2 separate regions of the Danio rerio genome follow, and region 2 is linked to region 1. A link is a contact called in public HiCAR-type data. All regions are on one chromosome and are shown on one strand. The core of a region is the stretch at or near the end of the contact, and the rest is flanking DNA. Distances in the headings are between cores, read along the strand shown.

Region 1 (5,577 bases), core at 3,059-5,558:
CAGGGCAACAGTAGGCCTATGCCTTTATCTGACTTGGCTTAATAAAAATAAGATATTTGTTAATTTATACGTTATAGATATTTTAAGGTTCGAATTATCTTCAGTATTCATATAAAAATAATAATCGACTTTTGACTGGTTTTCGCAGAAACGTATAGGCTAGCTTTCTTTTCCATTTAGAGGCTTAATTAGACATTATAGACTACTGCTATACAATAAAATGAAAGTGGATGAATTATTTTTATGCGAACCTATATTGTCAGAATTATAGCCCATCATTTGTCTGTTTTGTTTTATTATATTCTGACAGCTTCTCCCACCAGCACCCTTTCCCCCAAATAAATATCCTGTATTATCTATCAGACACGCGGCTAAAATAAAGATATTGTCATTGATAACATCCCATCCTACAAAAAAAAAAAAAAAAAAAAAACAAACTATAAAGGAAAATTATATCTCCGAGTAACTAAATAGTTTTTATGCTTTTGGAACAGGCTAAGTCTCTTTAAATACCAAATAAGATACGAGTTCAGCTGAAATGACAAGAAGCAGTAATAACTGATATTATTTGTTACTGACACAAAGTGTGACAAAGTATGTCAGGCTTTCTGAGCAAAGAACACACATTACTGATGATCTGCCCCATAATGCACCTGACTAATGGCAGCTTGCCCACGCGCACTGCTGATTTCATGAAAAATGAATTTTTGTGCTGTCATTCCGACAAGCAAATCCGGAAAGAAACTATTAGTGCGGAATCATTATCCATAGTGATATCTACAAAGTATAAAAAATCAAGCCGCAATTTGTTCAGTAGATGTATCTCGTTTGTGCGTAATTGATAAATAATCAAAATTTATCAATGTAACTTGCACACATTTCAGTTACAATCAAGTAAAAGTAGACCATTTACCACCTGACTTGGTCCGAATTAGAGCTAAATTGACGATCAATTAATCTTGGAGGCGCTAGAGTTGTATTTTGTGGACAAGCAGCAGAGAAGTGGCAAATAAATGGAGTGGAGACAGGAGATTAGTGGAATGAGCAGAAAGGAGCTGAACCGCCTCGGTCTATAGATAATGGGCTTGCAGCTGGCTCGCAAATTGCTGGATTTGTATCATCAGTAAAGGGGTGAAACAGTAGCCTTTATGATTTTTCATTTTAAAAATGAGTTTGTTTGTGTGTTTTTTTTTTATTATTATTATTTACTTTCTGCATGTGGCAATGTAGGTCAAATAGGATGACAGGCTACCAGGTCAAATTATTACCTCTCTAATGTTTATTGGCATGGATAAGTTAGACATTGGTAATTGCAAATTGTAGATGATTTTTTAAAGAGAACAACTGGCCACCTATAAAATTATAAAAAGTGATTAATATATTTTCCTCAACAATACAACACAGGGAAATGTTTTCACATCCATGTACTGCAGTCAAGACTATTCTATTGTTTTTCTCCAATTTCATTAAAATTACAATAATTAACACTGTTTGAGAAATAAATTACTTAAGGTGTTTAAACAAATACACCTACTTTCTTGCGCTGTATGAAAAATTTAATACTCGTTTTTCAACAGATTTTGCATGGAAGGGGAGTGGTTTGGTTCATTTAAGCAATAGTGTTTCACTCTCGTCTTGCAATGTACAAGGTCAGTGAAACTAATTATTTTCAGTATTAATTTGCTGATGCATTAAATTGCATTAGCAGAGTGATTATGCTGGAATTTAATAATTACTAGCACATGTTCCTAATTTGGACGAACTCAGAGTGACCACTGACCCAAGTCCTCCCTTCTCGCTAGCCACTGAAGGCCTTTCTTGAATGATGTCAGTAGGCTATCGGCCTATATAGTGTAATATATATTAGATACCACACCCTAATCCTTTACTCCATAAAAATTACATTCAGTTTAGTTAATTGCCTGATTCAAACACACACCAAAATATGAAATAGATTTATCTTTATTTATTTATCGTTTACTACAAAATTATGTTTTAATTTATGTTGCTACACCAAGTTTTTTTATTTATTTATTTATTTATTTATTTATTTATTTATTTATTTATTCATTCATTCATTTATTTAATTATTTATTTTTGTCAGAAACTTGACTACCTTTAGACCCAAACCTAAAATGCAATTATTCGAACTGGACGACATTTTGCGTTTAAACTTCGAGAACAAAGTTTTTGTGCGAACGTTGACATCAAAGTAAACACATTTTCATGTTTAGATGATTGTCGTGCTTACCCCCAAAAGTCTCATTACGCACCGTAATGGAGGCCAGCTACTCCGTGACTTGCCAAAGCTCCATTTCATTACGGTAATCGCCGTCCATTGCTGATTATTTTATTTAGGCCATAATTGTATTCTCCCCAGATAACTCACGTTGAAATCGGGTCCACATGGAGGGCACCAAGTCTAATCACAGTATGAGATGCAACGGGGGTCGCGTCTGCTTGAATGGAGGAGCCGTTGGGTTACTTTCCAATTCACTTATTTCACGGTATATGGTGAGCTCTTTGGACCTATTACCCAACCTGTCAAACTCCAATGTCATTTACACAAAATAAATAAGAATTCATCATGGATAGAATCGGAAAGTTTCAATTGAAAATGCACTGTGGAAATAATAAAATACCCAGAATCAAATCATTGTCAAAATAATGTTTCCATTTTATAGGTGTGTTATAGAAATGCATGGCGCAATGTGCCAGGATAGAAACGACCTTTTAGCCAATAATAATAATAATAATAATAATAATAATAATAATAATAATAATAGTAATAAAAATAATATAAATATTACTATTATTATTATTATGATTATTATTATTATTATAACCGCAAATACATATTTTAATATAACTTTTAAACATTGCAGTAGATATATAAGTTCAATATAATTTACAAGATTATCATATATTCCTTTAAAGAGGACCAGAAAAGATTTAACAAATTAGCACATGATACATGATCATGATCTTAGATGCACAAATATAAAGCTTGTAATTAGGTTTATTTGAGTAAAAATATACAAAATAAGAATTATTATTATTATTAATAATGTATTATTCATATAGCATTTTTCTTAGAATATGTATGTTTTTCCTACCACCTAACTTTATTTCAAGGTTACATTTCGATCCAGGATTATTATGTTATTAATAAAATTATGTCTCAAGCTTCTTGATGAAACACCTTTATATATATATAGGCCTATATATGTCGGCATTTCTCGGGTCTTTAAAATTCGAGATTCCCATGTTCTTTGTTTGTTTCTTAATTTTTCTCAACAGTCCAGCGGCTTGCCCGTGCACATTCATGCTACAAAATGAATGGAGAACTGATTGATTAAACAAAAACAATCTGAAAACTTGACAGCCTGCCGAATGCACTTTCGCTGAATGGATTAAATTAGGCAATGTATGTCAGCGAGTTTGAATTAAACAAATCAAATTACTTGCGTCAGCGCTGATGAAACATCAATACAACTGAAGCATCAGTACGCATCAGTAGCCTGTTTCACTGCTTCACCTCAAGCCTTTACCGAAATAAATTAGACGTCTTCAAACATGATTTAGCCAACACCGCCTTGAAATATATCTAAACACAATTAAATCACGCATTGTTCAGATTTTACTCAAACAATTGAGATGAAAGCTCATATATTTAGCACTAATTACTTCAAATGCTTAATGGTCTTGAAAATGACTTGTTGGAAATGTACCTTGGATGTGTTGTTAGCTGCCTCAAAGAATTCATCGTTTTTGATAGATGGATTCCACTCAAATAAAGCTGTATGTCGCACGTAATGACACCAGTTCACAGAACCCGCTGCAATACTGTGTTCATTCTCTTCACACGTAAACAAACATGGATGGCCAGCGTTCTACATTCGACTAGTAAAGGGCCTCGAAAAGTTGAGCTATAACCAAAATAGGCTGTTGACTTTACAAAAGGTGCCTATCAGTATTTAGAGATTACATCCCTAGTCGGCCAAGTCGTATAAATTCGACTTTTGCACCTTTTGTGAAGCCTCTACAGAAAGATTTATTATTCGCTGGTTATTTGCCATGATTATGAAGTCATTTAAAATGTATAGCTAATAAGGGGGCAATGCAATAAATCAGATTTGAAATGAACGAGAGCAACCGCAGATGAAACCGGTTTGTGGATTTTAGTGGTTGGTTGTCTGACATTTTCAGCCCTTAATTCTGATTGGTTCCCATTTGTGGAAGCTCACGGGCTCATACAACTATTAAGCGCCTCCCAATCTCTCTAAAGAACAGTATAATACGTGGAACCGCCTTTTTAAACGCACTGACGACTTTGCTTCAATTGAGCCCTATGCGCTTTTTAAAAGAGTTAAAAGTTGTAGAGTAGTTTGGGAAGCAGTTGTGACTCCAGCAGTGCGCAATGCTCTCTCATGCCGACCTCTTGGATACTCGCCTCGGTGAGTTATCGCCACCAAACTCCGGTCTTCAACTCCACTGTAAGCTAGAGTATTATTCAGTCTTCAGTCTGGTGAACCAATTTTATGTTTATATTATATTTTAATATGTGCATTATACATGCAATGTTACGTGATAATTACTAAAAGTATTGTTTTTTTCCCTTGCTAAAATAATTTTAATGTTTGTGGTGTTTATGTTTGGTATTATTTGCTATATGTTTATGATTATTTGTGCGACAAATGTATCAATAAGTAGCGTGTTTTAAATATGCGTTGATTATTGATATTAATATGAAACAGCCATTTGGATAGAATGCTAAATTGTTGACACCTGCGTCCACAGGGATGAAGGATGCTGCAGCCGAGCTTCTCGTACACCGAGAAGCTTTAAAATGCAGACTAGGGGGGACTGACTCTGGACACCCCGGCGACCTTACTTCTGCCACAGAGACTGTGGAGGGGACCACTCTGCTCCCCGGAGAAGAAATAAGTAATGGTGGATCCAATCCTAATGGAATGCAGCAGGTCAACGCCAAAGACCAAGAAAAGCAGCAACAGCAAAACTCCAATCAGACGGGCGGCCAGCAAAACCAACAGAAACAGAAACGCCACAGGACCCGTTTTACTCCAGCCCAGCTGAACGAACTAGAAAGGAGCTTTGCTAAAACCCACTATCCTGATATTTTTATGAGAGAGGAACTTGCATTAAGGATTGGTTTAACGGAGTCACGGGTTCAGGTGAGACTTAATGAACTTGCTCAGCTCTGACTTTCCAGACGGTTATTGCCTGTTTGTAAAAGCAAACTGAATCGCTTGGCGTAACACTTATTTATTAATTTAGTTCTAAAGACATACGAAATTTATTGCATGAATTGCTTGGCGATTTTCTCTAAAAACAATGTCAAATATGTTTCCGATCACGCATCTAAAACTATTGCAGTGTTGCCTGTACTAAAATATAATATTACAAAAAAAGCTTTTTAGAAAAAAAGACGTGCTCTAAAAGAATTCATTAAAATAGTAGCTTGCACAGTAGATTGCACAGTGCTTTAAATGTAACATGAAAAAAATGATTTGTAAATAATAGTTATGCATCAATTTAAGTAGACATGCCAATAGT
Region 2 (5,147 bases), core at 2,400-4,899, 120 kb before region 1:
ACCTCAAAGACCACGCTATCTAATTATGAACTTCAACACCCTCATCATCTTATTACAGAAAAGACAGTCTAAATATTACGGCCATTATGGAAATGTTATTTCCGTGTCTCAAATTCTCGCAAACGTGTATAAAACTTTGTTAAATGGAAAGCTCACCCTTAAAAATGAAAACCGACCCTCATGTGGTTCTAAACTTTCTTTATTCTGTTGAACACTAAAAAATACATGAGGAAACCGGTAACCACTTCCATATTAGGGGAAAAAACAAATACTATCAAAGTATGGTTACAAGTTTTTATTTTTTTCAAAACTTATTCCTTTGTGTTCATTCCAGCAAAACAGGCAGGCAGGAGAGTAGTGTTAGAAAGCTGGTGTAGTCCTACTTTACAGTAATTAAAACCCATTCAGTTCACTTTGATTCAAATGTCACAGTTGAACATAGATATATACACTAGATATCGCATACGGACCCTGAGTATGCGTCAATAGTGCCGCCACATTTGTACAGTGTTCCCAGGACAAATGTCAACCGCACTAGTCAAGACTAACGCCAATCAGAAGATGGTGGACGTTTGCGCAGCGTATGGGTGTATTAATGAGCTGACAAAGAAAACAAAGCTTAAATCATAACATTTTAAAGGGAAGATTCGTTTTTTTTTTTTTTGTGCTAGTCAGTTTATTGATGATAATACAGTCACTTACTGCATTGACCAGAAGGCAAAGTAGCACCAAATTGCACTAAATACTAGGCTTATGCTAGTTTTGTTGAATAAAACCAGTGAAAATGTTAATTAAATATGACTACAAGATGCTGCGGTGCAAGAAATGTGTATTATTGTCTGCTAATTAAAGTAACGTCGAGTTTTTGAAGTACTTATAAGAGTTTCTGATAATATAACAATGTTTGCACCTCAATGTGCATACTGTCCACCCTAAATTATTAAATATAACAACCTTATGTACCATTTAGATCAAAAAGGTGGATATACACAGCACTGCACCTTGGTCCCATATTCATTTCAAAGGAGCGCTACTCTGTACTAAAAAGGCTATTGGCGCATTTCTTCCAATAGACAAGAATAAACAGCTACTGTAAATGTCTATGACTGTTGAAGCCTGATCTATTCAGGTCAGCTCCACTAATTCAAGCAGGTAAAAGAAAAAAATATCTTCTAATAAACAAATTTAAAAAATGAAGTTAGTTTAAAGGTTTTAAAACAGAAATTGTGAAAGATTTTCCCTGCTTTGATCAATATTAGAAGATGGACTTAAAGGTAAGATAAGACATAAAGTTAAAAAAAAAACTAATGTTTTTTTTTTTTTTTTTAAACATGAAAAACATTTTGTTGTGTGAAATGTCTTGGGCCTCCAAGAGCCTGCACGTTCATTGCATGTCAGCTTTGTCTGGGGCAAAGGTAATTTATTATATGAGAAAAAAGGTCCTCATTGTCGCAGCAAATAACTTTTTTTTTTTTTTTTAATCTGGCGCAAAGGTGGCTCAGTTGTTAGCACTGTCACCTCACAGCAAGAAGGTCGCTGGTTCGAATCCCGACTGGGCCAGTTGGCATTTCTGTGTGTTCACTGAAAAAAATATTCAAAGATGATTCCTTGGATTTACTCGATTTTTTTACGTTAAGTGGTTGTAAACAATTTATTTGTGTTGAATTTAAACAAACAAATTAAGTAGAACATTATTAAAATTTAATTTGTTTGTTTAAATTCAACACAAATAAATTGTTTACAACCACTTAACGTTAAAAAAATCGAGTAAATCCAAGCAATCATCTTTGAATATACACAGTTGTGCACTCTTTTTTCAGTGTAGTTTCCATGTTCTCCACGTGTTTGTGTGGGTGTTCCAGGTTCCCTCATATTTCAAACACATGTGCTATAGGTGAATTGAATAAACTAAATTGGCTGTAGTGTTTGAATGTGTATGGATGTTTCCCGATGCTAAGTTGCAGCTGGAAGGGCACTTGCATGTGTAAAACATATGCTGATTAAGTTGGTGGTTCATCCCGCTATGGCGACCTCTGAAGAATAAAGGGACTCAGCCAAAGAAAAATGAATGAAATTTAATCCCAGTTTATCAGTAAGTGATGATCTGATTGAATGGAAATGGTGCTTTGTTTGCAAGTGTTTTATGCAGTATTACAGTTTTTTGAATAAATCTTTGGATAGAAACACAGCTTCCGACCCTGTTTGATCCTGATCCAGGAACTGAAATCTGCAGGAAGATACGTCTCCAGGAACAGACTTTGTTCCCCCTGCTTTATAAATTTTGGCCCATGACATGACAGAATCAAACAGCTTCTACAGATTTGTATTATTATACATGATGCGAATCTCCAAATTGGGGGTTGAAAAGCTTGACAAGAAAATTTTATATATACTTTTCTACAAGAACAACCAGCCTGAGCAGTTGATAAAAGACAAGGTGGATCCAAATGTTGCCGCAGAAATAGAGACTCACCAGACAAGTCTTTTATTGTCCATTTTGTTGAGCTAGTGTGAATTATAGCCTCAGTTTGCTGTTATTACCTGACAGGAGTGTCAACATTGTTATCTTCTCCTGCTGCTGTAGCTTATCTGCTTCAAGGTTGTATATTTTGAGTGTTTAGTGATGCTCTTCTGCAAACTGTGGCTTTAATGAGCCATTCATTCTGACTATTCTTTGTAAATTTTAAATATGATTGTGTATGATAATGCCAGCGAATCAGAAGTTTCTGAAATACTCAGACTAGCCTGTTTGGCACAAACAACTATGCTATGGTCAAAGTCACAAAAATTACTTTTCTTTCCCGTTCTGATGCTCAGTTTTAACTTAAAGTCACCATGAAATGGAAGTTAAGATTGTCCTATATTGTGACTGAAGTGAAATGGTCCTAAAATGAGAGAAAATAATTAAGTCTGGTTTACGATCTCATCCTTTGCGAACCGCTTGCATCATTGGTAGATGGGTGCCGCTAACAAAATGAAGGAAGATTGATGAATGGACAAAACAGGGCAAAAATGAGACACAACATAATAGCCTTCCATGTGACCAGAAATGAAGAAAAGTCAATTCAATAGAAGGTTGGGCATTTGATAAAAGATTATGAGGACAAATTATATATATTTTTTTACAAAATAATGAAGTGCACAGATACAATTGTTCATTTTGATTTCAATCAGATTTTAAGCAGGTTGTCTTGACCACAACAGCATCCCTAAATGCACTGAGTTGCTTAAATGTGATTGGATAATTATTCATCTGCATCAACAAGCAGTTGATCAGATGTACCTAATATATTGGCCAGTTAGTATGGGAAGTAGGCTAGGGTGAATTTCATTCCATGCTGACTTGAATGCATTGTGAATCTGGCCTCAGGGTTCCAAATCTTCTTTCATTACCATTTCCCAAACCAGCTCAAAGGAACAAAAGTGGTAATGTTGACTGTGGCAGGACCTTCTCAGTCAAAAGACCATGAAATAACAGATCGGTCATGATAAAGCTCCTACTTGCAGTCATGTCTGGGAACACTAGAACAATAAAGCATTGTGGTGCAATAAAAATAGTGTGGCTTATTTTATTGAAGACCAAGACCAACAACAGGTACAAGCAAAGTACGGAGCTCTTGTATAATTTTATTGAAAGATTTACAACATGGTGATTGAGTAATTTGTGAATAGCAGGAGCATGACTTCAGCATGACTTCAGAGACAGGATCTCACTTGCCTATTTAGAGCAAGAACACGGGATAAAATTGAGGGATCACAGTGACCGGCTCTGTTTGGTATGAAGATTAAATCAGCAAGCGTTCTTGCCTTTTAAACAGTAATATAATAATTAAATCACATATTAAGGCTAATACAGTGTCTATTTTAAGCGTAATCACATAGCTTATTAGAAGAGTGGAAAATGACACTGAACTAGAAACTTGACTCATGGCTCACCCTCAGCCATTACAGGGAAAACTTTTATGTTGTAAAGAATTGATGTTATCTGATGATGATATCAGATCAAAAGGGTTGCTGAGTTTTCTTAGGAAAGCAAGTGGAAATCAGTTTGTATTTTTGAGCAATTATAATAATAATCTGTCTTTAATTAACAGTACATTAGGAACAAAACTGTTTTGTATTACTGTTTTGTATTACTGATTAAATGGCCTGATTCAAGTGGATTTTTAGGGACTCTCTGTGTTTGATTTTCTTTTTTATTTACACAATTAGGCTGTCAAACTAGCATAGCATAGTGTTGCTTCTTTCCCTAGTGGTTGACTGTGACTGTTTATGTTGCATTGCATTCATCTCTCATTCAGCAATTGCTTCAGCATTCTCATTTGTCTTCGCTAGCCTTTGGCCTTACTCTGCTTGATACTACCATGATAATAAGTTATGAATACTTTAGCCCATCTATGAACATGGTATCTGTAGGAGTTACGTAGGATATAATTAAGACAATTCCCATGATTATAGGGGCCCTTTTATACACCCGGCACAATAAAGCGCAAGACGTTTGCCCTGGCACGTTACTAATTTCAGACCAATCTAACCTTAATTTTAAAAAGCAAATGCATTCATGCCAGTTTGTGGACTCAAGACTGTTTGGGTCTAGAAAAGAGGTGTGTTAAGGCGCATTGTTGGCGGATTGCTTTGAGGAACTAAAGCAATTAAAAAGCAGTTGACAGCAGCTGAAAGCTGGTCTAAAGTCCAACACAGAGCACATGCGCCTCGCTACCACATTGCTTAAAACACGCAGGATGTACAGCAATACAAACATATCTTTACAAATGAAAAAGAATTAAAGGATTAAAATATTACAAAAATTATTACTTTCTACATAAATATGAAAACTACTGATTTGTTTATTTATTACAACTTACTTTTGTATAATGTCATTATTATTATTAGAAGTGGGCGAAGCAGTGGCGCAGTAGGTAGTGTTGTCGCCTTACAGCAAGAAGGTCGCTGGTTCAAGCCTCGGCTCGATTGGCGTTTCTGTTTGGAGTTTGCTTGTTCTACCTGCGTTCGCGTGGGTTTCCCCTGGGTGCTCCGGTTTCCCCTACAGTCCAAAGACATGCGGTACAGGTGAATTGGGTAGGCTAAATTGTCCGTAGTGTGTGAATGTGTGTGTGGATGTTTCCCAGAGATGGGTAGCGGCTGGA

What was found. HiCAR-type assays count read pairs that join an accessible place to other places.
Region 2: a contact with region 1 is called in a HiCAR-type map of caudal fin, with 4 times the contacts expected there. The contact joins the enhancer-like site here to the promoter of otpb in region 1. A contact is called at or near these places in 9 of 18 Hi-C or Micro-C datasets (caudal fin, embryo, fibroblasts and 3 more) and 1 of 4 datasets of contacts at active chromatin or transcription factors (caudal fin).

The regions. Positions count from the first base shown.
Region 1 is chr5:55,708,211-55,713,787 of GRCz12tu, reverse strand. It overlaps otpb (orthopedia homeobox b), which reads left to right and starts at 4,308. Exons shown (of 3, transcript NM_131100.2): 1 at 4,308-4,496; 2 at 4,801-5,195. The coding sequence starts at 4,421.
Region 2 is chr5:55,827,318-55,832,464 of GRCz12tu, reverse strand. The region is part of intron 2 of lhfpl2b (LHFPL tetraspan subfamily member 2b); the gene reads left to right. Among named protein-coding and RNA genes, the nearest start is that of lhfpl2b, 11 kb to the left of the region's middle. Within about 2 kb of position 3,649, at least 5 of the 62 cell types and tissues checked have an H3K27ac peak or open chromatin away from gene starts, as enhancers often do. A contact at or near this core is called in caudal fin, where this site is marked.